4 separate regions of the Mus musculus genome follow, and regions 2, 3 and 4 are each linked to region 1. A link is a contact called in public Hi-C and promoter capture Hi-C data. All regions are on one chromosome and are shown on one strand. The core of a region is the stretch at or near the end of the contact, and the rest is flanking DNA. Distances in the headings are between cores, read along the strand shown.

Region 1 (6,749 bases), core at 3,851-6,350:
GATTGAAGGCATGCACCTCCCTCAGCTACTAGACTAATTTTCAGTCTTTAATAATTTGTATCAGACAGGGTCTGGCTCCATCGCTCCATCGTCCTTTGTTCAGGAATGTTTTCGAGAACAAAGTTTGGCAATGTGTACCCAGAGCTCTAACAATGCTCATACACTTTGACCTAGTAATTTCGATTTTAAGGATCTGTTTGAAGGATGTAATTGGAGATGAGGTCAAAGATTAATATTCACAGATGTTCAGATGCTCATCATGAACTTATTTATAGGAAATATTTAGAAATGAAAATCTTATCAGTCATGAGTAAAAGAATGCTTAGTTAATGGTGCTTAACTTAGAAGTACGTAGCTATTGATTTTTAGGGAAAATTAAGGATATAGTGACCATAATACAAATCTAAAGACAAATGAGATATGGCATTATAAATAACAAAACCCTAATTTTATATTGCTATATTTTTATACTGATATCCAGATGACATAGAGAAGTGACTGAAGGGCTGGGGTGGGGATCAGCGAGAGTGTTTGCTGTGCATAAAGACTCTCGTTTGAGACCCGGCTCTAAGGGGTGGTGACAAGAGGCTAGCTAGGACCAGGTTAGCTCCAGGTGGGTTTCACGAGTGACCCTTTCTCAAAGGAGTAACATGGAGAGTGATAAAGCAAGACATCCAACACTCTCTTCTGGTTTCTGCTCATGCTTACATGGGCACACATACGTACATACACTGTACTCACACAGAGGCACAGACAGGCTGTTGCACGCGCGCGCGTGCGCACACACACACACACACACACCAAAAGAGAGAGCAGGAACTGAAAAATACTCCCACCCCAAACCATAATAATAATCGGAGAAAGGCTATGGGTTTTACCCTATTCATATTTTCTAAAGTTTTCCATAATAAACAAGCATTACTTTTAGAATTAGAAATGAAATTATTTAAAAATCAAAGCTAGACTGCCGTGATCCTGAAGTCAGAAACTTTGCAAAACTGTCTATGTTCATTGGCTTTCCCCGTATTACTTTAAGCATATGGAAGTTGTGCAGTGCTCAGATCTGGTGAAGCACGTTTATTCCCACAAACATTTGTCACTTCTTTTTGATGACATCATTCAGAACCATTTCTTCTCAATTTTCTCATTTAATCTGAATAAGTAAGGGAAATATCCTCTCTGACCTATCTGGCAGGTGAGAGCCTGGACGTGCGACAGCCTGGGGTTGGGGAGGACTGGGCCTGAGCCCTGACTGTGCTTGGGGAGGACTGGGCCTGAGCCCTGACTGTGCTTGGGGAGGACTGGGCCTGAACCCTGACTGCTTGGGGAGGACTGGGCCTGAGCCCTGACTGTGTTTGGGGAGGACTGGGCCTGAGCCCTGACTGTGCTTGGGGAGGACTGAGCCTGAGCCCTGACTGTGCTTGGTGAGGACTGCGCCTGAGCCCTGACCTTCTAACTTCAGATCTTCTTTTGCCTTTCAGAATCTGAATCATTTGACCTAGGGAGTCTTGAAACAGAAGGTTTTCAAATAATTTCTTCTTCTTCAGTTTTGTTTTTAAAAGTTTCATAAAAACACCCCGTTCTTAAAAAAACAAAAGTTGTTGGTGCAATGATGTTAATTAAACAATATTATTTATTATTCGGAGAGGAGGAGAAACATTTTTTCCAGAACCTGGAAAGTGGTTTGCAAAATACTTGTATTTACAGGGAACAGTGGGAAGGCACAAAAGATGCTTTTTAAAAATTTTTAATGGCATAAAAGTAGTCTTGCTATAAAGGCTACCAAGCAAGCAGAACACTCTACATACAATCTGGCATTACATGTGCTTAAAATGAATGCCAAAACTTGGGATACAAACACACACACACACACACACACACACACACACACACACACACACACACAGTGCTGGAGAGCTCCCGTGTTGTGCCGTGACCTTGGGGACTAGACTAGACATGTCTTTATTTCACACATGCTTTCTATGATTTTCACGTCCCATGCCTATAGTAAATGCTGACAACTTTATAGCCAGAACTGCCAAGATTAAAAAAAAAATGAGGCAAACTTCTGAGTTGGGGAATATTGCTAGTAGAATTGTCTCCCAGGATTCCTGGGACAATTAAATGAGGTAATAGATGGAGATGTGCCTAGCATGGTGGCCTGCACACAGCAGCTGCTCAAGAAATGCAGGTATATCCCTACCTCCCTGTTCGTCTGCCTCACACCCACTTTCTTTTCTGTAAACCCTACATCACTGGCACTGTATCTCTACCTCTACCTCACTGTCCCTCGTCACCCAAGTGACTTTACCTCCCAGCAGGAGTCCCCCCTCCACCCCCAGAGCTACTGCCCATCCCCTTCCCTCCCTCAGAGAGGGTGTCAGCAGAAGCCCTGGGAAGCCTTGTTAACCCAAGTGACAGCCGCATCCCTCCACCTGATAACTCATATCAAAGTTTTCTTCTCAGGATGGCAGTTCAGGAGGTGAGGTTTTCTTGACCTGGAAGAGTGAGTGGTTAAGGTTTTGTTTGGGAAAATGGTTTCTTTCTATTCTGTCTGTCCCCGAATCTGGAGTTGACAGGAATATCCAGAAGAAGGCAGAGAGATGACTCCGGAAATGGCTCCTGTACCAGCCATCCTTTCTCCATAACTGACATCCTCCTGTTAGGGTTTAATGGTGGTGATGAGCTTCCTTCCGGGCACCTTTACAATGTTGCCTTTCCTGAGAGCAAACACATGGATGCTCTGAGTTCTCAGGACGCACGTACAAGAAGCCTCATAGGAAGCAACGCCGAGGGTCCGGATTCTCCCCCTGGTAAACCTATTCTCCGCCTCCTATCATGCACTGGGGACTTCTGTATCAGTGTGATGCAGGGTGAGGTCAGGCCTCACTCGCTTTATAGATGAAAGACTGAGACAAATGCAACAACAAAGCCTAGAGCTGCTGGGGCTGTTAATGCTTTGAGGATGACTGGTTATTAAACCACCACTATAGTGGACAATCATGAGACACGTATGTGGGAGATGGTTGAACTTGAAGTCTCTGAGCAGGCCAAGGATTGCCAGGAACAGACAGCTACAGGAGAGTGGGAAAGCCTTTGGATAGGAAAAGCTCTCAGAACTGGTCCATTGCTGGGACAAGACTGGTGAAGGAGATCAGGGAGAAGTATATCCAGGGGAGTTAGAGTCAGTCTGCAGAGAACCTAAAATCCCAGACCCCGGTGTATGAACCTTGCCCTTTGGGCAAACCCTTGCAGGTTTCTGAGTAAAGGGGGTGACCTGGAAAAGAAGCTTCAGAAATTTCACGCTAAGCTGTGAGTCAGAGACCTTCCATTCCATCCATGGGACATGACAGGGACGTGGATCAGGACTTTGAGGACTGGAATCAGGAGACAAAGACAGAGTAAGGATCTTCAAACACCCCCACTCCACTGACCTTGGGCAGCCCAGCACATGTTTATAAGAACTTGGCCTCTGTTGCAGAGGCGCCACAGCCCCAGGAGTGCTTAGGTCCCTAGGGGAGGGAGAGGAAGCCCATCGATGGCTAGGGTTTCCAGGAGTTGTGTGGTCAGCCCAGACTGGCACCCAGAGCAGGGGTGGAGTCAGGGAGAGGGGTGGCTGCTCCTATTCTCTTAGACACAATGCCTCTTGAGCCAGCCATTTTTCTATAATGAAAATGAGACTTTTCCTCCTATACCAGCCTCTTGCCTACAGGAAATCTGTATCCTAGAAGTCCGCAGCTGTGAATACAGTCTATTAAATAGCTAGAAGCATGGTAGAGGTTGCCTTTTGAAGGGTTCTAAAGCCTTCTCTGCGACCAGAGAGGTCAAGTAAGGACTGTTGATCATTCTGCATTTCATTATTGAGACCTAGTCTGTACCAGCTGCTGGCTACTGAGGACTCTTGAGGGGAATACAGCCAGTCACGGCCAATGGGACCTGAGAATGCATCAACTTAGAACTGTACTATGGCCAGACACTGGCTGGTGGATTTCTGCACCAAGTGTCATAGATGCAGTAGATGGAGTTAGAGTGGGCAGGGGGGAAAGTAGATAGAGGCTCCACAGAGAATGTGATGTGGTACAAACTCTCAGAGGAAGAGACACATGGGAGAAACCTGGGTCTGAAGTCTGGACCTACTGAGCCCAGAGCCCTGGGTCCCGGAAGGGGACCACAACTGGAGAGATCAATTGGATTCAAGTGATGTGGATGTCAGTAGACATCCCAAAATGGATATGATTTATTTATTTATTATATGTAAATACACTGTAGCTGTCTTCAGACACACCAGAAGAGGGCATCCAATCTCATTACAGATGGTTATTAGCTACCATGCGGTTGCTGGGATTTGAACTCAGGATCTCAAGAAAAGCAGTCAGTGCTCTTAACCACTGAGCCATCTTACCAGCCCAGCCCAAGTGGATACAGTTTATCCTGGCAAATCATGGGCGCCACTGAAACACAGATATGGCTACTCCCCTATGACTGGGGTGGTGGGCACATTGCTAAGAGAAAAACCAACAGGAAGTTCACTTTTGCCAGCCAGACTTCCCAAGCTGGGCACAGTCCTTCCTCTTTTCTTCACCTATAATGCTCTTCCCAGGGAGCTGTCTGCTCCTCTCTCCTCTTATCCATCTCCAGGCACCACTTATTCCTACTGTGTGTATGCTGCACTTACTATGTCTGCTGGTCTTTGTCAGTCAGAGCAAGGATGTTTGTGGTCCTCACTCCCAGCTCTCTGCTCCTTGCTCTGTCCCCAACAGGCAGATGACACTCAGCAATTGTTTGTGGATAGCGTGAGTGAATGGATGACTGACTGACTGAATAAATGATTGATTGAATGAATGAATGAATGAATTTTTTTCCTCAACACAGAGCCCTAAGAAGATGCACAAGAAGCAAGAAATACCTTCTTCACTTGTGGGAATCAAGGCAGGAAGGAATGCCCCCACCTCTGCTCTAAGCCTTCAAGGTCTGTTTTTGGTCCCAGCGTGGTGGCACAGTCCCCTCCCCATGCCCAGCAGGGCACTTGGCATAGCCCAGGGCGACGTGCCACTCCTCGGCAAGCACTTCCTCCTTCAGTGGGCCCCGCCCTGCCAGGCTGCCTGCTCTGTGCCTCCCGGAAATGCCTCCCTGCGAGGCCGGCTGGCTAGGTCCTCCCAGAGCGACAATGGCTTGCAGGAAGGGCCAAGCAGAGGAGGAAGCCTGGGCGGGGCTTTCTAGGAAGCGACCTTTGCAGGCCTCCTCTCAGCTTGGGGTCACCAGGGCCTTTGGTTGCTTTGTGCCAGTCACTATGCTCCCTGCCAAACCCATTTCCACAGCCACAGGAGACCCTCTGAGTAGGGCCCATGACACTGAAACTATCCTGGTGTTCCTGTATTGATTCATAGCTTTAGATTTAATTTAGACTTAAGTGAAAAAGAGAAAGCCACAGCATTCTATTAGGATTGTTACGGGGCACTCTCACAAAGGCTGCTAATTCATCCGATTTTTTTTTTTAAATAAAATGATCGGAGGCAGTGTGAAATCTTGGCTGAAATTTTAGCTAGTAAAAGTAGGAGTGCTCTTTATTAATTTTTTCCCCCACTTTTCTGTAACCTTAAAAGTATTTCAAGCCCCAGGGTAAGTAGCACTCCCTTTTAATCCCAGCAGAGGCAGGAGGATATCTGTGAGTTCAAGGCCAGCCTGATCCAAAGAGAGTTCTAGGAGAACCAGGACTACATAGAGGAAACCATGTCTTGAAAAAAAACAAAAAAACAAAACAAACAAACAAAAAAACTAAATCCAAACCAAACAACAAAACAATGTACTTCCAATTAAACCTGAAGTAAAGGACTGGCAAGACGGCTCAGCTGTGAAGAACATAGATTGCCATTGTAGACGAGCTGAGTCTGGTTCCCAGCGCCCAATTTCCTGGAACTCTAGCTCCCAGGAATCAGATGTGTCTGGCCTCTGTAGATAGCAGCAGTTACACAGGCACATACTCACGATTTAAAAGTCTTTTAAAAAGTGAAAGAAGCACCAGGAATAGCCAGATTTGAATTTTCTTTTCCATGACGACCTCTTGGAGGTTTCCTGACTTAATGTCCTGGATTTGACCTTTGGCAGTGGTCTTCAATCATCCGGGAGAGCAAGGTGCCATGGTATCCTCTGGAGGACAAAGGAACTTGCTTGCTTTCTCCCCCAACCTTTTCTTAAAATTTAGGATCAAAGGCATGCACTACCACCTCTAGCAAGATTAGTTCTGTGCTCTTTTTGATTACATGTATGTGAGTGTGTGTACGTGGAGGAGCGTGTACGCAGGTGGGCACAGGCACCCACAGAGGGTCCTCTGGGCCTAGATTTGCAAGCTTGGGTGCTGGGAACTGAATTTGGCTCCTCTGCAAGAATAGTCTATGCTCTTCGCCCGTAAGCCCCTGAGTCATCACACCAGCCTCAAGAAGGAGCTTTCTAGACTCTCTGGAGTCTCCAGAGCTGTACAGCTGCTTTGCTACGCAAAGGGTCAGCACTGGTTACTCGGCTTCCTGTAGGGTTTATTTCCATCCTATCCTCTGGACCTGTGGTGTCGGCCCATGAAGGAGACAGTGAAGAACAAACCTGAAAGCCACCAAATGTGTGTTTTCCTGAGACCTGGAAGGAAGGAGAAGAGCAGAGGCTGAGAAGATGCTGGGACTCACTGGATCCTCTGGGTGAGGGAATGCTGGGTCTCACCGGATCCTCTGTGTTCATGAGAGTGTTTTATGAAGGCTCCA
Region 2 (7,108 bases), core at 2,357-4,856, 190 kb before region 1:
TATGAGCGTGCACACACAAATACATATTTGTAGACTTTTTCAAAACACTTCTCATGGTCTATCTTTTAAAAAGGCAGAAGAGTCAATGCTAAGGATTTTCCTTTCATCCAGCAAGGAGAAATATTGGGAGATGTGGTCCTTACAATACTGGGACCACTTATTTTCCCTGCTAATCTGACAGGACCTAGAGTCACTTAGGTGACAATCCTCTAGTGTGCCTATGAGGTTATCTAGATTAGGTTAGGTTAACTGAGATGGACAGACCCCCTCCCCCCAACTGTGGACAGCATCATCAGGTGGGTTGGGGTTCTGGACTGAGTTATCTGAGCGCCTGTGACTAAAGCAGTGTGACCAGCAGCTGCCTGCTGCTCCTGCCGCTGTGACGACTGTCCCCTGGAACTGTGAGCCAAAACTGACTCTTCCTTAAGCTGCGTTCTTCAGGGACTCTGTCGCAGCAACCAGGCAAACTAATAAAAATACCATGCCTGATTTAAATAGTTTATGGCTCAATTTTTTTCTTGGACACTGACAAAAATCTAAGAACTTGGAGAATTGGAAAGTATCAGGAATGTATGAGTATTCTAGAGAAAGGCAAATGTTTTCTAGATATTAGAAGAAGGAGAATATATTTCAGATGTTCTAATTCAGTAAGCTTGGCTTGGCTCAGTGATTTTTTTTTATGTATAGTAAGCAGGTATCTGTGCTTTTTTTTACAAAAAATTTTTTTCTTATGAAAGAATAATTAGTAAGCCATCATGTGTTCACGGAGGACAAGTCCTGTCAGACCAACCTATCTTCTCTTTGAAGAATTGACCAATCAATAAGACAAATGATTCAGGTAGTGCAGTTCCTTATTCTTGGAAGCCTCCCGACACAGGGCTCAGGACAGGTTTCTTGGGCATGCTGCAGAACTGTGAGCAGGAGAGAATGTATCGGTGCGGCACTGATGGGTGGAGCCGCTGATAACCTGCAGTGAGATCTGCAATGGGATTTAACTTTAGGTCACACCCTTCTCAACAGTTACAGCCGTAGCTGAGATCATGACAACCTTCTCAGAATCCAGGCTGACTCAGAGCTGGGAAGTGGGGCTGATGCATCATATCCCAAGGAGACCGAGAAGTGATGAATGGAAGTCGTTGCACTCGGGTCAAGCAGTGAACTGCGTGAGTTCATAAAAATGGTAATAGCTAGCGATTACTGAGCGCTTATCTCATGTGCTGGTCCACTGAAGAGCAGCGTCCACGCACTCCCTCTCTCATCCTTTACAGTGACCCATGAGACAGGTTCTACTTTAGTGATGAGCAGACCAAAGCTCGAGGGGGAGTAGCAATGTGTTCAAGGTTAAGTGGTTTAAAAACAAAATCTTAGCGCCTGAGTTTTTTTACCCAGAACCTATGACTTCAGAGACCAGGAGGCACTTCTTTTAAGTGGTGACATCTTTCATCACAGGGTGTTTAGAATAGTCTGGCCACAGTGTTAAGTACCCCAGGTGGCATTCCATCCAATTTTTCTTTTAAAACAAGGTCTCACATAGCCCAGTCTTGCCTCAAACTTACCATGTCACCTTGAACTGATTATTCTGCCTCTACTTATGTTTAGTTGATGCTGGAGACCAAACCCAGGGCTTCATGCATACTACTCAAGTACTCTGCAGACTGAGCTAGACCCCATCCCTCAGATGAGCACTCTTGTCTCCATGTAGCATGGTAGGGGCTGAGCATCTATTTCTTGTAAAGAGAATGTTGCTTTGGTTGGTTCTAATAAGTAAGGTCATGTGTCCAACAGAGAAAACGGATAAAAAAAGGATAGGTTTCTGTTATCATTCAATAGTCAGGCGACAGGAACGACTGGCACATCTTAGAAATAAAAGTACTGGAAAGGGGAGGGAGAGATGGCTCCAAGGTTACGAGGGTTGGCTGATCTTCCAGAGGTCAGTTCAGTTCCCAGCAACCACATGATGGCTCACAACCACCTACAATCTGGTGCCCTCTCCTGGCATGCAAGTGTACATGCAGGCAGAACACAGATTTATATATAATAAATCTTAAAATAACTTTTTAAAAACAGTGGCGGAAAGCCTGTCATAGTATGAGTATTGGACACGAAGAGACCATCAAAAGGGATTCTGGGTAGAGGATGTGGTTTCAGGATATCTTCTACTCTCAACTCTCTTTAGAGGCTTGAATCTAACATAGCAGGGAAGCTAATCACAGGGGCAGTGGTCTCAGGCCATCCTGCAAACCGATCCAGGCACCAGTGGGTAGAGGCAGCTACATGATGCTCACCACCTCTCAGCCAGACCTGGGACCAGCAGACAAGATGCATAGCCAAGCCAGTACAGCCACAGCCCAGAGCCCACTCTGCTACCTGGTGAGGCAAAGCCTGCTGCTGCTGCTGCTGCTGTTGCAGCTGCTCCATCACTTCCTCATGCTGCCTCTGCCGCTCGTTCTCCTGGTGCAGGTACTTGAGGAGCGTCAGTTCAAACTCCATGCGCACCTTCTCCAGCTCCATCGCGTTGCGGTGTTCTGTCTCCAGGGGCAGGGGCAGCTCTACGGACTCCAGTCCAGGTCCATCGCCAGCCTGACCCTTGGCGTTTGGGCCGGACTTTGGAGGCAATGACCTAGGGGGCCCCGGACAATCTCTGTCCTCACAGATCCCGTTCTCTTCCAGGGTAGGCAGTTCTAGTTTGGGGACTTCTGCATCCTGGGATGGAGAAGAAGTGGGGTGATAATGGGGGAGTCAGTGTGGGGCTCCCTACAACCACACCCTCTGCTCCGAGCTTCAGGAGCCTGGGGTGTGTTGCAAAGACTACCTAGACGGGGTGTTTGCTAGAAGTGTATATAACAGGGGAAGGTGAACTCCCATGAAGGGCGAGTGCCCAAAAGTTGTGAGGCATTGGTGGATCAGGAAGGTGTCTGCTCAGGTCTACTCTTTATCACCCTGGAGGTCATTTTCCCATCCCCCACCCTTCACCTAACTGTCAGACAACAGATCTTTCAGGAGCTCCAGAGTGAGGAAGAAGCCCAGGTGTTGAAAGAACCAAGCAACACATATATATGTATATGTTTGTTTGTGTGTGTGTGTGTGTGTGTGTGTGTGTGTGTGTGTGTGTGTGTGTGTGTGTCCTGTCCACAGAGGGAAGTAAGGGCCTCAAATGAGAGACAGAGACAAAGTTTCACTCAACCTTACAATCCTGTAAAGTTTTTCTGGTTCCCGGTGTCAGCTGGGAACCAGTTATAGGGATATAGGGGACACTGTTCTTCTTGTCAACTGAATCTTCTAGCACATGTGAGCAGACTCTAAGGCTTAGAGCCCCTTACCCCTGACCCCCAGTGGGATGGATGGGGCAAATCAAGAGAGGGGTCCTCTTACCAAAGAGGCCTTTGGCTTGCCTTCAGGCATGCTGTCAACAGGGGCCACCTTGGAGAGTGTGGGGCAGCTTTCTCCTGCCCCTCGGGCTTCCATCACCTCCCTGTCCTCCATCGCCATCCAGATAACCACCGTGCTGCGGACCAGGGCCACAGGACATCTTTTAAGACAATACCATTTGGCTTCACCAGGTTCTGACCACCATCACAATCCCTATCCTCATAATGGCCACATTCCAGTTGCCAGGGCACTTTTGGGAGAGGCTGTGACACCTTTGAGGAGTCTTGGTGAGGACAGAAGGTGGAGGGGCAGCAACATAGTTCAGCGGTGTGGACACCTGCGGCAAGTCTGAGAACCCGAATTTAATCCCCGAGGCTTACACGGTAGAAAAAGAGAACTGATTGCCCACACGCACGCTGTGGTGTGTGTGTGTACAGCACACACCTCCAAATAAATATATGTAATAAAAAAATTACCCCCAGTGAAGGCTGGGCTCTTACCCACAGGGCTTCGTGAATACCAGAGCGCCTCCTAATGGTGCCGGAATCCAACTGTGGAAACCCATTCTCCTGGGCTCTCCTTTAAATAGAGTGAGTTTATGTTGGGGTGAGTTTGTTTCCTCTCCCGACCTTAAAGTCTTACCCCAATGCCTCAGAATGTAGCTGTATTTGAAGGTGGGATCTTGATGGAAATGACCGCCTTGAAATGATGTCACGACAACAGTCTGAATCCAATGTGACGAGTGTCTTTAGCAGAGGGCAGCAATGAGCCAGAGGGAAGACGGTGCCGACACAGCGCGACAAACCTTGGGCTGGTTCCCCTGGGGAAACAGAGTGACAGGTGACAGGAAAGAAACGTGGGAATCAGCTCGAGAGGTTATAGAGGTGAAAAAGCCCACAGTCTCATTCTCCGTTCTATCTTGGTTTACTGAAGATCTCGGTGGACGAGGCCCACTCACACTGGGTGGGAGTCTGCTTTTCTTACTCCGTTTCCTGCAAGGTTAATGTCTTCTAAAAACACCTTCAGAAATAGACCTATAAATTACGGCCATTCAGCCGACGAAGCACCCTAGGGTTGGCCCAAGTCATGTTGAGCGCACAGCGAATGACTACAGGCTGGATCAGAGCCTCTGTCTCCGCGTTGTAAAAGACTGCTGCTGCTTTCATCCTAATGCCTAGCCTTCCGAACACCGACTGTCAGCATCAGCTGGTTGAGCCACCCGATCCAAGAAATCCTCTCCCTGGGGAAGGAGTATGACCTGACCTGCAAATCCCAGGAAGAGTGTGTAGTGGAGGAGAGGATGCCGGGAGACCGGAAGTAGACTTTGTCTTCTTTGGGTTTATAAAAACACACTTAACAAAACCCTTTCAATAGATGGAGTCAGGGTCACAGTGTGGAAGGAGAGCATGCTACATTTGAGTCCGGACTCGGTTGTTATTATCAGCTGTGTGACCAAGAGAATTGTTCTATGAATCTGATGTTTCGTGCCTTCACTTATGGATGGGAAAAGTGAGAAAGACAACTCACTACAGTGCAGTACTAACAAAGGAAATGATGTATTCCATACAGGACTAAGGAATGATTGCCACCACAATTAGTGTAATAATGGTGGTGGTGGTGATGGTGATGATGGTGGTGGTGGTGATGATGATGATGAAGATGATGGTGCTGGGACTTTGCTATGGCGTGAAATAGAATTCAAATCTACCCTTTTGGAGCTGGAGAGGTTGCCCTGTTAAGACTGCTCTCACAGTTTGCTGCTTATGCAGAGGACCTGAACTTAGTTCCCAGCACTCTTGCCGGGCAGCCCATACCTTCCTGAAACTCCAGTTCCAGAGGATCTGCTGCCCTCTTCTGGCCTGCGTGGACACCAACAAACCTGCAGACACATGGTGCATAAGTTAAAATCTGTAAACAACTTCCTTTCTGTGTATGTGTACGTGTAAAGTATGATGTGTGTGTTTACATGCATGTGTGTGGGTGTCTTTCTACATCACTCTGCACCTGATCTATGGAGGCAAGGTCCCTTACTGAGCCAGGAGTTGGTTGGTTTGGATAGTCGGCTACCCAGATTGCCACAGGGACCCCCTGTTTCTGCACCCAGGCTATGACTCTCGGGGAGGTGGCGGGGGGTGGTGGGGAATGCCCGCTGGATAACCATCCATTTCCATCCCTGCATGTCTGTTCTTGCTCAAGAAGGTGGCCATCCGTGGAGTTGCATTAGTTAACCACTAATTCATTAATGACGCTGAGAGCGTCATTTCTTCTCTCTGGATGCATCTGTCACCGCCCGTGTTTTATGAATTGCCCCAAAGTTGGAGAAGTGAGTCCCATACGCTGGGGAATTTTTTTTTTTTTTGAGAGTCATAGCACTATGGGAATCACCTCTTCCTCTTCCATTGAGCTCAGAAGAAGGAGGGGGGCCCTCTTAGTAAAGCCACACGTGAAAAGAATCAACATCACGCAGGGACCCTTGGTCACTTGTGATTTGCCTCATTTCAAGGGTGGTGGCTGGGTGGCCTTAGAGAGGTGCCCAGCCCTGTTCCTGTTTCATCTGTGGTGTGAGACCCGAAGGGTGGGCATGAGGAGCATGGCAGCCTTAGCTGCCAAGCAGTGGGAGCTACAGGCAGGCCAGTGGCTCTTCGAAGGGGTCGGGCAAGCAGCATGCTGAAGGCATAGGACACAGCAGAAAGCGTGTGTCAATTGCAGGATTGGCCCAGAATTTGATGTTTTAGGACAGAACTCTTGAGCTTTCAAGAACATCCAATTCCCAGGATGCCCTTGAGGCAATGCAAAGCAGGTACGATCACTACTGCCTACCGTGCGGGGAAGCTGGGCGGATAGCACAGCGCGGCTATTTGGCCCTGGGTTGGAATTCATGGGGGGGGGGGTTCATTTTGCAGCCCTGGTTTTCAATATAAGACCATAAAGGTGGTCTTTGGAGGCAATAACTCCAAGACATGAGATGTTTTCTGCGTCATAAAAAGGAAAAGCTTGGTGCATCATAAAGGATTTTTATAACCTTATTTGTAATAGCAAGAATCAGACAGAGCTGATTAAATAGCCCTTGTTGCATCCGTACCAATGCTGCTAAGCAGAGGCCGGAGCAGCAGACTGCCCGCCATTGCAGCAGTTTGGAGGTTGTAACAGAACCACTGAGAGCTAAGGACCATCTTGGCCTATGTAATAAGATACTGTCTCAGGCATAACAAAGCAAAGCAGTGCTCTAAAGAGTGGCATGTGAGAAAAGAAGGAAGCTGTGTTTAAACAAATTGCTTGTACTCAAAGGAGGATAAATCAGAAAAGCCAAAGCAGCTACCTATGTGTACTGAAATATGAAAATCCATTGAGTTTATCACACATGTCTAGAACATGTCTGGAAAAACCCCCAGAGCAACTGTTTCATGATGGCTGTGGGGTGAAAGAGCTGAAGGACCAGACTTGGGGATGGTAGGAGGTCTTATTTTCTTGCTAGCTGTGCCATTTGTGTTCTGACTTTTGAAAAATGTGCATGTATTATATTTTAATTAAAATTTCAAGGTGTGCTCAGAGGAGAGAGATCTGCTCGGTGCAGGTGAGGAGGTGACGATGCGAGACCTGAAGGACAGGTCATCTTAGAAGCACATTGTCCTTTGGGACCTGCACACCATTCAAGGTCATCTAGTCTGTTCTTCCGTCAGAGATGACATCTCCTTGTTGAAGCAGACACACACACACACACACGGTTACCTCAGCTATG
Region 3 (6,848 bases), core at 200-2,699, 200 kb after region 1:
AAGAGGCACTAAAGGGACGGCTGGTGCTTAGCAGCCCTTGTAGCTACTGCAGGGGGCTTGGGATCATATCCCAGAACCCACAAGGTGACTCACAAGCATCTGTAACCACTCCATTTCCAGGGAATCCCACACCCTATTCTGACCTCTGCAGGGACCATACATACATGTAGAGCACAGTCATACATGCAGGCAAAACACTCATACACACAACATAAATAAACAAATCTTTTAAAAAGGTACATGAAGTGGGGGGAGAGGGCGCGTCAGGGTGCTTGTGGGGTGACACGTTGTTTACATTTATGATATGAACAGTAAATAAATAAAAGATAGTCTACTAAAACTGTAAATAGAGTGCTGCCTTCTAAAATACTTTCTGTTATCAGTATTAGGCCAGCGCAACATTTTCTAGTTCCCACTGTATGAACTGTCACCAAAACCAGACCATAGGTATCCTAAAAAAATGTTTCCCTAATTCTTCTATCTAATCTAGAAAAGCGATAGCATTCAGTCAGGCTCTGCATCGGGTGTGGGCTGCCGTAACCAGAGCCCCTGGGGCTGGGTTTAAACCCTTTGTTTGCTAGAACTGCCCCTCCGTCATCACCAAATACCTCTTATTAAAGAAAGTATCAGCAGAAGGAAATCTGATTAACTGGTGACTACCAAAGAGTACGGAGTACGGAGGAATGCATCGCTGCGATATAGGCAGCTTCAGTTATCAAAGGAATGAGGCTGAGTCTCTCAGGGAAGTTAATGATTTCCATAGACACTAAAATGTCATTAGCCAGTGGAGAATCTGAGGACCCACGCCTGGGACAGGTATTCACAGAGGAAGGGAAATTCTGTGAAGTCATTACAAATGTATCTCCCGCCCTCTCCCCGGGTTCCTATCGTGAGTTTGATAGGAAAGCGCTGCTCCCGTTCCTACCGAACAGGAATCACCCAGAAGAAAACAGTGAGACCTCAATCGGACCAAACACTTGACAAATTCTTTCTTGTCAGTTTTCAAGATGGTCAGAGTAGCACGGTAGCTGGGCTCTCTATCCTGGGAGCGCGGTTTACTTCTATTTAAAATAAAAACAAACAAACTCGGCCTGTTTCATAGAGCTCCAAACAGCTCTGTCCCCACCGGGTGGGGTTTAGAGCGCAGCTGCAGACACTGTAGTCTGCTTATGAGCTCAGAAATTATTTCAGCGTCTTCGTTTCAAACAGACAAAAGTAGGACCAGACAGGGCAAGCTTCTACGGCTCTGCTTTTTGAGAGCTAGTCCTACTCTTATTTTTCTTCCTGTCTAACTTTAGAATTTTGTATATGAAAGGAAATATTTGCCAATACTGGAAACCAGAAGCTTCAGAGTGTATCCTTCTAGAACGGCACCCGTTTGGTCACCTCGCTCAGTTAAACTATTTTAGGTCTCCAGTCTCCTCTTCCTGCCTGGATGAGTCACAAAGACCCACTTGCCTTGCTAACTACTCTCGCCACCTAGTGGCTGAAATGGTTAACTGCAAGATACTTGGTAAGGTCTGTAGGGAGAAAATTGTTCGCTTTTCTCCATTGGGCATTTTTTTGTTTTGTTTTGTTTTTTGTTTTGTTTGTTTGTTTGTTTTGCTTTTTCGAGACAGGGTTTATCTATGTAGCCTTGGCTGTCCTGGAACTCACTTTGTAGACCAGCCTGGCCTTGAACTCAGAAATCTGCCTGCCTGTACCTCCCAAGTGCTGGGATTAAAGGCGTGAGCCACCACTGCCCGGCCCCTTTAGCCATTCTTAATGTGAATGCTAAGAATCTATCTAGTAAGATGGAGAAACTGCTTGAATATCTATGCATTTTGTTTAAGTGCATAACATGTACATTAATCCTTCAATTTAGTGAAAAGGATACAGGAAATGAAAGGACCTATGGTCAGGAGTGGGAGGGGAAATGCAATCTGCCAGTAAGGAGAGCATTGCTGTGGGTCTCAGAGAACCCCAGGCAGCATCCTTTCCGGCTTTCCCGTTTACTGCTTAGTCCTCAGTTTGTGTCCTGTTTCTAATTCCCAAGCACAGCTTTAGCAATCTAGCGGGACGCTCATGACACACGGCCCGTGGCTTGCAGGAAGAGACTGACTGGATGGAGCAAGCCCATCCATGTGCCAGGAAGACCCACAGGGAGACCACAGCACACTCCCTGGCTCTCAGCCCTGCCTTCCATCTTGTCTTCAGCAGGAGCCTTCGTCTAGCTGGCTCGACTCACGTCCCCAGCCCTCAACAGCACTGTACTCCTAGCAAGGAGTATTTAACTGAAGAGTGAATGGGGGCAAGGTGCCAACAGGACACTCAGGACTGCCAGCCCTGTGCTGAGGTGACCAGGTGGCAGCCCCGATTAGGTGCCAAGGAGGCACTGAAATTTTCTCTAGCATGCATTTTTTTCTTTGTCATTCTGGGTATCAGACCCCGGTGTTCAGGCATGCTGGACAGGTGCTGTCCCATTGAGCTACCCCCCCCCCCCATCCTCAGAGCTAAGCCCAGGCCCCTGTCCACACTAAGCACAGGCTCCAGTACTGAGCTCCACTCCAGCCCGTCTACAGGAACCATTTTAAGGAAGGACTCAGTTTCCATAAACTGACTGAAAGGGCCTCTCTGGGACACTGGGCTAACCACAACATTGGCCAGGGAGGAATCAGAGACAATAAAACAAACTAATTTTTCAAAAACAAAAAACAAAAAAACCAAACAAACAACAACAAAACAAACAAACAAACAAAAAAACAGAATGAAGAGCAAACCATTACAGAAACAAACAAGCAGACCTTCTGTCTGACTGTAAGACTGACAGGTTCATCCGTGAATCCTTGGGTCCCGGGGATGAACACCAGGTAGACACCAGTGAGAGGGTAGAGGGACCCTGGTGAGCCCAAGGTCTTCTGGCTCTGAATCCTCTGCCACAGTGGCCTTCAGGGACCTGGGAGGCAAAGCCATCTTTGTGTGCCTAGCATGAGAGGGCACCACTGATCATAGTGGCTTTCCTGTCTCCCTCCAAAAGTCTCTCAGTCACAGTGACTGTGTGGTCACCTGGGCCATGGTGACTCTGAGACCCACTTCAAGCCTCATCTACAGTGGGTGTCATGACGTATTTGTGAGCAGCAATGATATTCCAGTATAGCAGGCTCCTGGGCTGTTCACACAAAGCTCATGAAGAGGCCAGCCTGTGTGACTTCACACATCATGACTGGAGCAGGAGGGCCTACACTGGTTATCCATTTTGTTAACTTCAGTTCTAAGGGGACTGGAAATACATTTCTGTAATAAACCACTATGTCCTTCAGAGAAAATATATGTTGGACCAAATGGCCCTTCTCTCAACTTCCAATAGTGAATAATTCTGAGCCCAAGAAATGTTCTCATATTCATTAATAAAATATAGAATATGCTGGTGGTTGGGGTGGTGGCACATGCATTTAATCCCAGCACTCAGGAGGCAGAGCAGGGAAATCTCTTGTCAGTTTGAAGCCAGTCTGGTCTACAAAGCAAGTTCCAGACCACTAAGGGTTATATAGTGAAACTCTGTCTCAAAACAAAAGCAAACAAAGAAATGAACGGAACACAGAGTGACTACCATTCAGTTTATTCACTCCGAATGTTTGCTCCCTTTAGATGGTAAGGTTGCAAATGTCCAACCCTGAGCGGAAAGCGATAAGGAGACCTCGTATATTAACCAGACGCACCGTCACCGGCATTCTGAACATTCAACAACTCTTGCTTGTTTGCTTCAAAAATAATTCAGATGCTGCCTTAAGCAGGCAGGTACGAGAGGCAGGCCGGTGGCCCAGGCCAGACACAAGTGCTTGAGAATGCCACAAGGGACAGGCGTAAGGGCAAACAGTCAAGGGCGAACTGCCTCTCGGATTGGCTTATCTCTGCAAAGACCCCATGAGTGAGGGCTGGCCTCCTCCAATCCCGGGGACCTTAAAGATGTATTCTTTTCAACCAGGCAGTGGGACGCTCTGTGCTGTATTGGCTAAGCCATGTTGCTGTTTAAACAAGGTACACGGAGAGGCTCATCCCTGAGTGACGTAAGAGGCTCCTGCTGAGGCAGAAGATTCTTCTGGCCAAAAGGAAACCAAGTGCAGATACATGGAGAGCACACTTTTATTTGAGCTTATCGTTTTAAGTGGTTGCAGGGTTATTCGGTGTGACCTAACCCACGGAGTTAGGGACATCTAGAAGGACAGACGGATTCCATTGCTATAGCGAGCAGTCTTTCTGAACATCTTTACTAGATGTTTTCATCTGTAACCATCCCTCCCCCTCCCCCTGCCCCCTAATGCCTCTTGTCTCCAAGTTGGATTTCTGGGAATTAAAATCCCCACTGCCTGGCAGCTTTGGCCGAACTCTGGTTTGAGCAAACAATGACCTGGATTGGCAACTCCTTCCACCCTTGCCCAGCGAGTGCCAGGGTCGAGAGCTGGATGGGTTGTGAGGCCACCGGGTGCATTGTGTAATCGGCCATGGCCACTACATCCTAGACACTTGTGTCCTCCCAGGAGAGAAGAAGCAGAAGCTACCCCGCCCCCCGCCAGCTTTGTCTACAGCTCTGTGATTGATTCCCTAAGGCTTCCTCTAGATCAGTGAGCCAAGCAGCAGTTCATCAGATCTTTTCCCACTTCAAACCGAGAAAATAGTCCTAGGTTGGGTCAGAATCTACATGTTGCCTCTCCTGACGTTGCTGTCTGGGGCTCTTCTCCCTCATCTGCATCACAGTCATCACAAAAAAACGGCCAGTGGGTAATCCCAAGGGTGGTGTTTATGTTCTGCTCTTCCCACAGGCGGCCCCCACAGGCCCTTGGCGGGAGAGGTCGGTAGCTGATTCTTATGTTGGAGAAGAGCAAGCTAGACTCTCGACAATTTGAGTTTGAGTAAGAAACATAAACTCAAGCAGAACGAAATGCCAGTTCACAGGGCCACTCGGCGAACAGAGTCTTTGTTTTCTTGTGCCAGGTCTTACCGTTCTTGCACTGCTCTATAACAATAATTTTAAACTACAATAAAAGAAGCTGGGAATTCCGGGGTGGGGGTAGGGACTTGGTGGGAGAACAGTCTGTCTGCCCCAGATCACTGTAACAGGGTTTCCCATTTCACATAGCCCCAGTGGAATGGGTTTGGGGAAGAATAACTGTCACTGTGACTTCTGTGGCTTGGTTCTCAGAAGCAATGCATGAAAGAGATGGTACCCAGGAGGGGGAGGCGGCTGCAGCTAAGAGTTTTAACTAAAGAACACTTGTTGTTCTTCAAAAGACAGAAGTTCTGTTCCTGGCATCCTGTGATGTTGGCTCTGGGGGGGGTCTGATGCTGTCTTCTGGATTCGGTGGGCACTTACACAAAAATGCACACACAAATGCACAGGCTCACGTGCAGGCACACACAAATAATAAATTTTATCTCTTCTTAAGGGGTGGACAAATGGAGACTCGGAGGTGGGGCCTGCTAAGACCCTGAACTAGGTAATCTAATTCCAATGTCCGAGCTCCAAAGCCCCTGTGCCCAGTGCCTGCCCTAGGACCCCTCCTTCTAGAACCTTCCTCCCTGCTTCTCACTCTCCCTTCCTCTCTTCTCAGTCCTCTTCTTCACACCATCTCCTCTCTGTTTTCAAGACAGAGACTCACTCTGTGGTTTAGAATGGCATAGAACTCATAGAAATCCTCCTGCCTCAGGATCTCATGTTCTGAGATTAGGTGTGCACTATTGTACCTGGCTAGGAGAAGCCTTTCAATGAATAGATTCAAGGAGAGAGAGAGAGAGAGAGAGAGAGAGAGAGAGAGAGAGAGAGAGAGAGAGAGAGAGCTAAAACTAGAAACACTTAAAACTCAGAAATTGCCGCCAATTTTGTCTTTGCACAATACCTTCTGTGAAAAGGAAAGAAAAGGGATTGGGGTAAGGACCACGCAAACCCTGCCAATGACATATGGGAAGTCAAGAATGGAATGGAAAGTCTCTATAAGGAAGATGTACACCCCACGTAAAAATCTGACAGGAAAGGGGTGTGGTAGGAAAAGATAACAAAGGTTAAAGGCCAAGGACCAGGGATATTAATAGCAAAGATGGCCCAGGGAAAGATCCATGTTCCGTGCCAACAAGCAGCAGCCTGGGCGTCCTACTGGTGTGCTGGGTGGCTTCGGTAGATAGTTTATTTCCATTTTATAGATGAACAAACTAAGACCTGCAATATGAGGCACACTGACAGAGCACAGCAGAGGTAAGTCTGGGAAACTGCTGAGCTCCTGACTCCTGTACTATGAACCTCGAGTGACTGGCACATAATTAGACATACTGAACACCATTCTGATGAGCATACCCGGAGTGAGAGAGCAAGTCACAGGGAAGCCAGTCCTGATGGAAGCCCAAAAGGAACTTTCTATTTAGCAACGTGCAAAAATAAATGCCAGCTCCCGAGAGTGACTGGGACCAGGAAGGGACTGCCCATAGGCCTCATGCATGCAAGGCACGAGTGAGCCTTCTAAGACAGAATAACCATGGAGCTAGACAAGCCCTTAGCCAGGAGTTTTAGCTCTGCTTGAAACGGAGCTGGCTGATTTCAAAGGGACATACTCACACTTAGGATTCTGTGTTCATCTGAAATCACAGGGATTTTAAATTGGCAATGGGTTTTCCTAAGGACTGGAAGTTTGTTTCATGGCCCCGTGACTGTTCTGTACCTACAGTAGCTTTGCACACTCGAGAGTACCCACACTCAGGTGGCAGCCGCTGGCTGAAACAATGTGCGACAGAAGAAAACAACTAGGGGAAGACTTGAGAGGTGCAGCCTGCTGTGCAGCCTCGACTGAACAGGTCACATCTTCAGCTGTCAGTTTCCTTGT
Region 4 (6,659 bases), core at 642-3,141, 220 kb after region 1:
GAGCCATCGCCGGGCATGGTGGCGCACGCCTTTAATCCCAGCACTCGGGAGGCAGAGGCAGGAGGATTTCTGAGTTCGAGGCCAACCTGGTCTACAAAGTGAGTTCCAGGACAGCCAGGGCTATACAGAGAAACCCTGTCTTGGAAGAAAAAAAACAAAAACAAAAACAAAAACAAAAACAAAAACAAAAGAGAGAGAGAGAGAGAGAGAGAGAGAGAGAGAGAGAAAGGAGCCATCCTTCAGCTAATTTTAATTCTGGAAAGGATTTCTGATCGGTGTGGCCCTCACTCACATCACTGGTGTAAGGTGTGTGCACTGGGGGGTTACAGTGGGTAAGCCTGGTCCCTATAGTTATGGTGGGTAACTAGAATCCCTATGCACACAGACAACTATGTGTATAGGGATGCTCAGAACTGAGTTGGGGGAAGATGATTATACACACAAACCTATTCTATTAGTGTTGTGGATTTAGATCAGTCTTACTGTGTAGCCCTAGCTGTCCTTGAACTCACTGTGTAGATGAGGTTGTCCTTGAGCTCACAGAGCTCTGCTTCCCTTGGTTTCCCAAATGCTAGGTAGGGTTAAAGGCCAGTTCATACACACAGATCTAAAAAGGCTAGGTGTGTGGCACATGCTAATGAGATGAAGGATATACAGACAGCAGAGAGTCAGGGTGGATAAAGGAGTCTGCGTGAGAGCCAAGATGGAAGAGTGCCTGACATCAGGAAAACTACATAGGCAGGGATGGTTCACTCATACCAACTGCAATAGGCATGGCTTTGTGGGCTGGAATGTCCAGGAAGCAAGGACTGAAACTTCAGCAAGCAGGTTAAGATCCAAGAGATACTGACATCTTACTTTCTAGGCTACGAGAGTTGTCCCAATGTGCGGAACTTGACAGCAAATGTAGGTAAGCTATTTTGATCGGTTTTGAAAATGTCTATGAATGACTGACTTCAACTAAAAATCTAAATGGCTACCTTCCCCCAGTCTGATGTTTCTGTTACTATCCAAAATAGTTACAGAGGAAAGCCCACTTAAAGGTACATTTTTATTTGCATGGTGTGTGCTACCTCATCACGTGGAGGGTGCCTGAAGTTAGCACACACTCTGGGCCATTCAGCGTATTCAGGAACTGTGCAAGGCAGAACCTCAGATAAGTTTCCACCAATCAGAAGAGGGGATGCAAAATGAAGACAATTTTCAGAAAGAAAGCCGTGCTGATCCTGTAGATGACAAAACCAACAGGGACCCCAGGGTAGCAAGGGGAAAAAATACCCGATGTGCGACAAAGCAAGGAGAAGCAGAATGATGCCAGAAGAGGGAAGAGCCACGCGGTTTAGATGGGGAAGTCATCCCTATTGGTTGGACATAAGGATAATTTGCCCTGAAACGGTCCCTGGCCATGCCTGGGGAGGTTAATTTCAGACCCCCAGGATAGCTGTTCCCCGTCTAGGGCATCACATTGGAGAGTGCAAGAGTTTTTCGGAAATACCAGCAGAGGGAGAAGGGGCAGGCCTGGGGAATTCCCACGGTGGGTAAGCAGTTGCAACACCCAAGTCATTCTGAAAATTGTATGTTCTACACCCCCACCCTACCGCCCAACGCCACTGCCCAGAGGGATTCTGGGATGACAGGAAATGCTTAAGCCCGGCTAGCAAGCCAGAAAACCCTCTAGAGACTCCTGCTGTCGTTTAAAGGGCACAGGCAGTCGACAAGCTGGCCAGCTGACAGACTGCTGAGAGAGAGAGAGAGAGAGAGAGAGAGAGAGAGAGAGAGAGAGAGAGAGAGAGAGAGAGCTGGATTTCCAGGCCGCCAGAAGCATCTCCAGCGATGGCCTAGCCATGTGCTGAGAGGTCTGTCATCCTGTGCATCTTCTCAGATGAGGAAGCCACCGCCGAGATCACGGTCTCTCCATGATGTAAGGCTCTCAGCAGGCAGTGGCACTGGACACTAGGTCACCTCCACCAGTTTTGCACATGAAAACATTGTTACAACTCCCTAAGTAGAAGTAGCTTAGCAGGGTTACAGGATCTTCTAGTCTTGCTTTGGGGGTGTCTTCCCCTCTTTGTGTCACAGGAAGGACATTTAGGATAGGTGCAGTTTGGGAGACATTTATTCAGACACATGGCTTGGTCAGTGTGTGTGGGGGGTTCATTAGCTGCAAAGCCTTCAGTCATAGGGGCTCCAGAAAATCCCCCTTAAACAGCATTTCCTCCACTTACTTTTTTTTTCAGTGCTGAAGTTTCCTTTTCCTGCCTCTGTACGGGATGATGTAGCTGTTTACTTTAAGGCTCAGGAGTTAGGCAGCATTGTAAGAAAAGCTTTCCCACACACAAAGAATAAGCGACTCTTTCCATGATGTTTTCGCAGTGAGTACACAGGAACAGGCTTGCCTCTGGGCAGTTTCAGCTCTGCCCCTGCCTGCTGTCTCGGGATCCATTCACCTTTACCTGGGCATCCTGGCACTGGGGGATGAAGGAGGCCACGGGAAGAGGAGGAAGCCCAAGGCACTTTGGTGGCTCCCTTGGCTATGGAGTTATGATGAAATACCCACCCCGACCTCAGTGTCCTTATCCGTGAAAGGAGGGGTGCAGGGGTGACTGGTAAGGAAGACACGAAATTATGTCCTAAAGCCAAGAGTGTAACATCTGACACAGTGCACGGATAACAGGTGGGAAGGGAGCAGAGGCCACCCAGCTCCAATCAGAGCTCTGTCCCTGGTTAGCATTACCGTGCCTCAGGACACCCGCCTCCTACAGCCACTGGAAGGATCTGTCAGTGGCTATAGTGAGCTTTGGGAAATGGCACACATGATAGAAACTGTAAAAACATCAGCTTCTTGAATCAATCTCTCTCTCTGTCTGTCTCTCTCTCTCTCTCTCTCTCACACACACACACACACACACACACACACACACACACGCACAGAACACTTCTTCCTTAGTGGCTGGTTCATGGTACAGGTGTATTTTAACACATCAGGTTTCAGTTACTCCATTGAACGCCTCTATCCTTCATACAATTTTTTATAATGGGAATTGACTTTCTTTGGAAAGGTGAACAGTTCAGTCCTAAATTTATCAGGTTTTTTTTTTTTAAGGTCAGATTTTATTTTCCAGTTTTCTGCCAAGTGGAGTGTGTAATCCCCAAAGTTGGGCAGCTAAGGCGGGAGGGTCATGAATTCAACTTCACTTAGGGCTAACTAGCAAGTTGGAGGTTAGCCTGGGCTATAGAACAGGTGTCTATTTAAAAATAACAAAAACTTCCCAAACAAAACAAAAAGAAAACAAACAAACAAACAAGCACCCTCCCCCTCCCCCCAAACAAGAACAACTTCACAAGTGCAAGCACCTGCCACTTGCAATGGTTTGGGAAGCTAACTGTTTCTGTCTACATTTACCGGGTCCCAACTTCCTGTGCTTACCTGGTCCCTGGAGCACACGCTTTATCTAGTTATCTAAGCTATTTTTTCCCTGATTAATGTGGCTTCCAAGATCACTAATAAACTTTCTCAAAAGAATAAAACTGGATAATTATGACTACAGAAGTGTTTCAACAATATCCTAGCACTTTATTTGGTGGTGATAGTATGTTTTTAGTAATAACACGGGTTAACCTAGAAAATGCCCATAAGCTAGAACTTGAAAAAAAAAAAAAAAAAAACAAGTTGGATTCAAGCTGTTGCCCAAAACCCAAAACAGAATTAGCCTGTGCTGTTCAAGTGGTGGCAGCTCAAGGGAGATCAAAGATGGCCTTCTCTGGCTTCTCTGATCCTCAGGCTCTTGCTACACTGTGCCTTCCACAGTCCTAGAGGACATGGGAGAACAGCCAGCCTATTGGGATAGAATCCAAGCCTGGAGCGAGGCGAGCAGGTCCAGTGCTAGCAGGCAGACCCAGGCAAGAAGCTTAGCTCCTTAGCATCTTGCACACAGACATTCCTCATTACGCGGCTTACACGTTGCTGATGAATCTCACGTGGATGCGGTCCTGGGCCAGCAGAGGCATTTCTTTTTACATCCACCCACACTAAGGACGGAGAAAATTCTTGTTGCCTGGGACCCATGCTGGTGTTCCCCTTGGAACATCATGGTGAAAACAGAATGTTCCAGTGGGGGTGGGGGCTGCAACTTCCTATTGGCTCTGCCAATGACATTCATCTTCATTCCAGGAAGAGGGCTCTACTTATCCTCTTGCTTTCCACGTTCAACACGGATTGCCCAAGATACCATCCCTAAACAGTCGTCCCAGAGATCCCTGGGTTACAATGTATCAGATTCTGGCTACCTCCCTATAAACAAGCCAGCTGACATTTCAGTTATATATTATCCTCTTGGGATTCTAGTCTCTCTGTTTGTTCATCTTTAGACTCCATCCTCCTCGGAGCAGTCAGACAACATGAAGTTTCTGGAAGCCAACTAAGTGAGTTTGAATTCAGGCTCTGTCACTTTTTGCTGTGTGGCCTCGCAGGACGATATTCCTACTCCTTGGGGGCAGTGTAAAGACTGGGTTAGCAGTATTTAAACTGCTTGAGGTTGACCCTGGCATTTTGGAGTACTCTATGAGATGTTGGCTATACTCTAGCATTACTGAGCCAGGGCTGGCCCTGAAGAGGAAGAGGAACACTAGCCCGCCTAGAAGATGCCTCTCTCCAACGTTCTGAACTAGCACTAGTAGCCATCTAGGACAAAATGCCCAAGAACATCAACTAAAAGGCCACGTTTGTTTGGGTTCATGGCTTAAGCCCACGCTCACACGGCTCCATGGCTTCTGGACCTGTGGTTTGCAACATCATGCCAAGCGCCAATGGTGAGTGGAAGCAGGAAGTACGGAGTACGGGGGAGGGCTGGGGTAAGATACGCCTCACAAGGACTCTCTCCCTTCTTTGAAGTCCCACCTCTGGGGGTTTCTGTTGTCTACCAAAGGTCTATCAAAATGAGTCTGGAGCCCTCAAGAGCTGGTCATCTTCCCATCTCTGAACTTACTCTATGGAGGACAAACTCTTTAATACAGGAGTTTCTGGGGAAACAGTCCAGAGCCAAACAACGATATTATCTATTTCTGTATTGATGAAATGGTCCCAAAATGTGACCTTCCTTGGAGACAAGACAGAGGCAGGAGGATCTCTTTGAGTTCAAGGGCAGCCTGATCTACAGAGCAGTTCCAGGATAGCCAGGTCTATACAGAGAAATCCTGTCTCAACACCTCCCCTCTACCCCCCCCCCCCAAAAAAAAAGGTATTGTAGACAGGCCTAGGCTGAGGTAGGAAATTTTACTGAATTGAGCTTTGGAAAAGAAACAGGAAGCAGAAAGATCTATCCGTGGATGTTCTTAGTGTCTTCATTCCATCCACACTTTTGAAGCAAGTTAAGATTAGAATGGTCTTCCTGTGGATTCCTTATGAATTTCATATCCAATAGACCCTTAATGTCAGATTTGCGCGGGATCTTGCAAATCACGTATTCTGAGTTCCCTTGTGTCCTTTGCCATCTCTGATTATGAACAATCAAATCAGTGCCCACAGAAGTGTCTCCAGGCAAGCCTTGTAGACTGAAGCCAGAACTAGAAAGGTCATTTCTCCCTCTGATATACCACGGTCCCTACAAATCAATAGGGTACTGTGAACTCAAATGGTCTAGTGGGCTGTACCCACCAGCTGGCAAGACCTTCAAAGCTACAGCAGTGGGGTTATCTGAAGTATCAGAGCCCACGGGAACAAAAAGTCCAGGCTATATGAGGAAAGGACATTGCTTTGGGTGGGGGGCAGAAATTTCAATAGACAAGGCAGAAACTTTTCCCTGGAGTAACCCATGTGACTCCCTCTGAGGAAAACATCACACCACTATCAAAATTCAACACCCATCTAAAAATAGAGACTCTAAAAAAAGGGAGTAAAGCCTGAAATCCAATCGATGAAGGTGCCATGGAGAGATCGAGAGGGCTGACGTCAGCCATGAGGAAACTGGCTTTGTTTGGTCAACAGGTTAGATAACTCTGGCCTCTAGTTTTGGATTTCTACACAAACCTTTTCATTCGGATTAGGAAATGAGCAGTTGAGATGCACGTGTGCCCATCGCTTACCATAGCTGGCAGCAGCCAGCGTCTCCCTCTCCCATTAGTCCCAAGTTCCCTGGTCAACAGTTCTATACCAGTCAGCAGAAACCTATGCCTTCTTCAGAAGATGGCTGGCCTTCTGGATGCAGAGGGAAATGGATGCCTGGTGCCAGTTTTCCCTTCAAGACCTCTCATGGCCCCTGGGCTCCTGTGTCATGCAAATGGCCTCCTCAGATGTTCCTGCTTGTCTTTCTTTCCTTCAGTTCATGCCATACAGAACTGCACAGGCTGTCATTTCTAAGTCATCGTTCTCTAGAACATCTTTGAGAAGGTCTCTTCCAGAGTGAGTCTGGACTCTTGTCTGGCATCGCTCATAGTTCTAGCACTTAGTCAGAATCTCTCACACCAAGTTCTTTCTCACACGTCCCAGGATGGATCTGTTGTCCCTGAAACTTCTGCCAATCAGGATCTATTCTATGACATCTCTTGCTCTTTAAAACTCTCTGTCTCCCCCCTCCACCAGCAGAACTGGGCAGAGCCCACTCCTTCCCCACCTCTCTCTACAATGTTCTTCTACCCCAGGAGGCAAGAGTGGGCGCTGTGAT

What was found. Hi-C and Micro-C count contacts between places; a contact is called where the count stands out from the background. Capture Hi-C pulls out chosen DNA fragments and counts their contacts.
Region 2: a contact with region 1 is called in a Hi-C map of ECoMG-derived neutrophils, with 2.6 times the contacts expected there. The contact joins the promoter of Tmem247 here to the enhancer-like site in region 1. A contact is called at or near these places in 2 of 39 promoter capture datasets (hippocampal neurons and liver), 5 of 484 Hi-C or Micro-C datasets (ECoMG-derived neutrophils, Th2 cells, bone marrow-derived macrophages and 2 more) and 1 of 9 other capture datasets (adipose tissue).
Region 3: a contact with region 1 is called in a Hi-C map of cerebral cortex, with 4 times the contacts expected there. The contact joins two enhancer-like sites. A contact is called at or near these places in 6 of 39 promoter capture datasets (3T3-L1-derived adipocytes, the HPC-7 cell line, HPC-7-derived erythroid cells and 3 more), 1 of 15 datasets of contacts at CTCF or cohesin (pro-B cells), 19 of 484 Hi-C or Micro-C datasets (the Ba/F3 cell line, the C10 cell line, CD4 T cells and 12 more) and 8 of 115 datasets of contacts at active chromatin or transcription factors (bone marrow-derived macrophages, cardiomyocytes, embryonic stem cells and 4 more).
Region 4: a promoter capture Hi-C map of adipose tissue shows a contact between it and region 1. The contact joins two enhancer-like sites. A contact is called at or near these places in 7 of 39 promoter capture datasets (the 3T3-L1 cell line, the HPC-7 cell line, embryonic stem cells and 4 more), 1 of 484 Hi-C or Micro-C datasets (nephron progenitors), 6 of 115 datasets of contacts at active chromatin or transcription factors (cardiomyocytes, differentiating embryonic stem cells, extraembryonic endoderm stem cells and 3 more) and 2 of 9 other capture datasets (adipose tissue and liver).

What each region holds. Positions count from the first base shown.
Region 1 is chr17:86,730,647-86,737,395 of GRCm38.p6, reverse strand. No RefSeq gene overlaps it. Among named protein-coding and RNA genes, the nearest start is that of Epas1, 20 kb to the left of the region's middle. Within about 2 kb of position 5,100, at least 230 of the 459 cell types and tissues checked have an H3K27ac peak or open chromatin away from gene starts, as enhancers often do. A contact at or near this core is called in the Ba/F3 cell line, ECoMG-derived neutrophils, the HPC-7 cell line and 8 more, where this site is marked.
Region 2 is chr17:86,913,846-86,920,953 of GRCm38.p6, reverse strand. Tmem247 (transmembrane protein 247) reads right to left here and starts at 3,606. Exons shown (of 3, transcript NM_030104.1): 1 at 3,373-3,606; 2 at 2,368-2,703. The coding sequence starts at 3,489.
Region 3 is chr17:86,530,627-86,537,474 of GRCm38.p6, reverse strand. The region is part of intron 10 of Prkce (protein kinase C, epsilon); the gene reads right to left. Among named protein-coding and RNA genes, the nearest start is that of Gm30284, 89 kb to the right of the region's middle. Within about 2 kb of position 1,449, at least 124 of the 459 cell types and tissues checked have an H3K27ac peak or open chromatin away from gene starts, as enhancers often do. A contact at or near this core is called in the Ba/F3 cell line, the HPC-7 cell line, bone marrow-derived macrophages and 4 more, where this site is marked.
Region 4 is chr17:86,502,728-86,509,386 of GRCm38.p6, reverse strand. The region is part of intron 10 of Prkce (protein kinase C, epsilon); the gene reads right to left. Among named protein-coding and RNA genes, the nearest start is that of Gm30284, 61 kb to the right of the region's middle. Within about 2 kb of position 1,891, at least 31 of the 459 cell types and tissues checked have an H3K27ac peak or open chromatin away from gene starts, as enhancers often do. A contact at or near this core is called in adipose tissue, where this site is marked.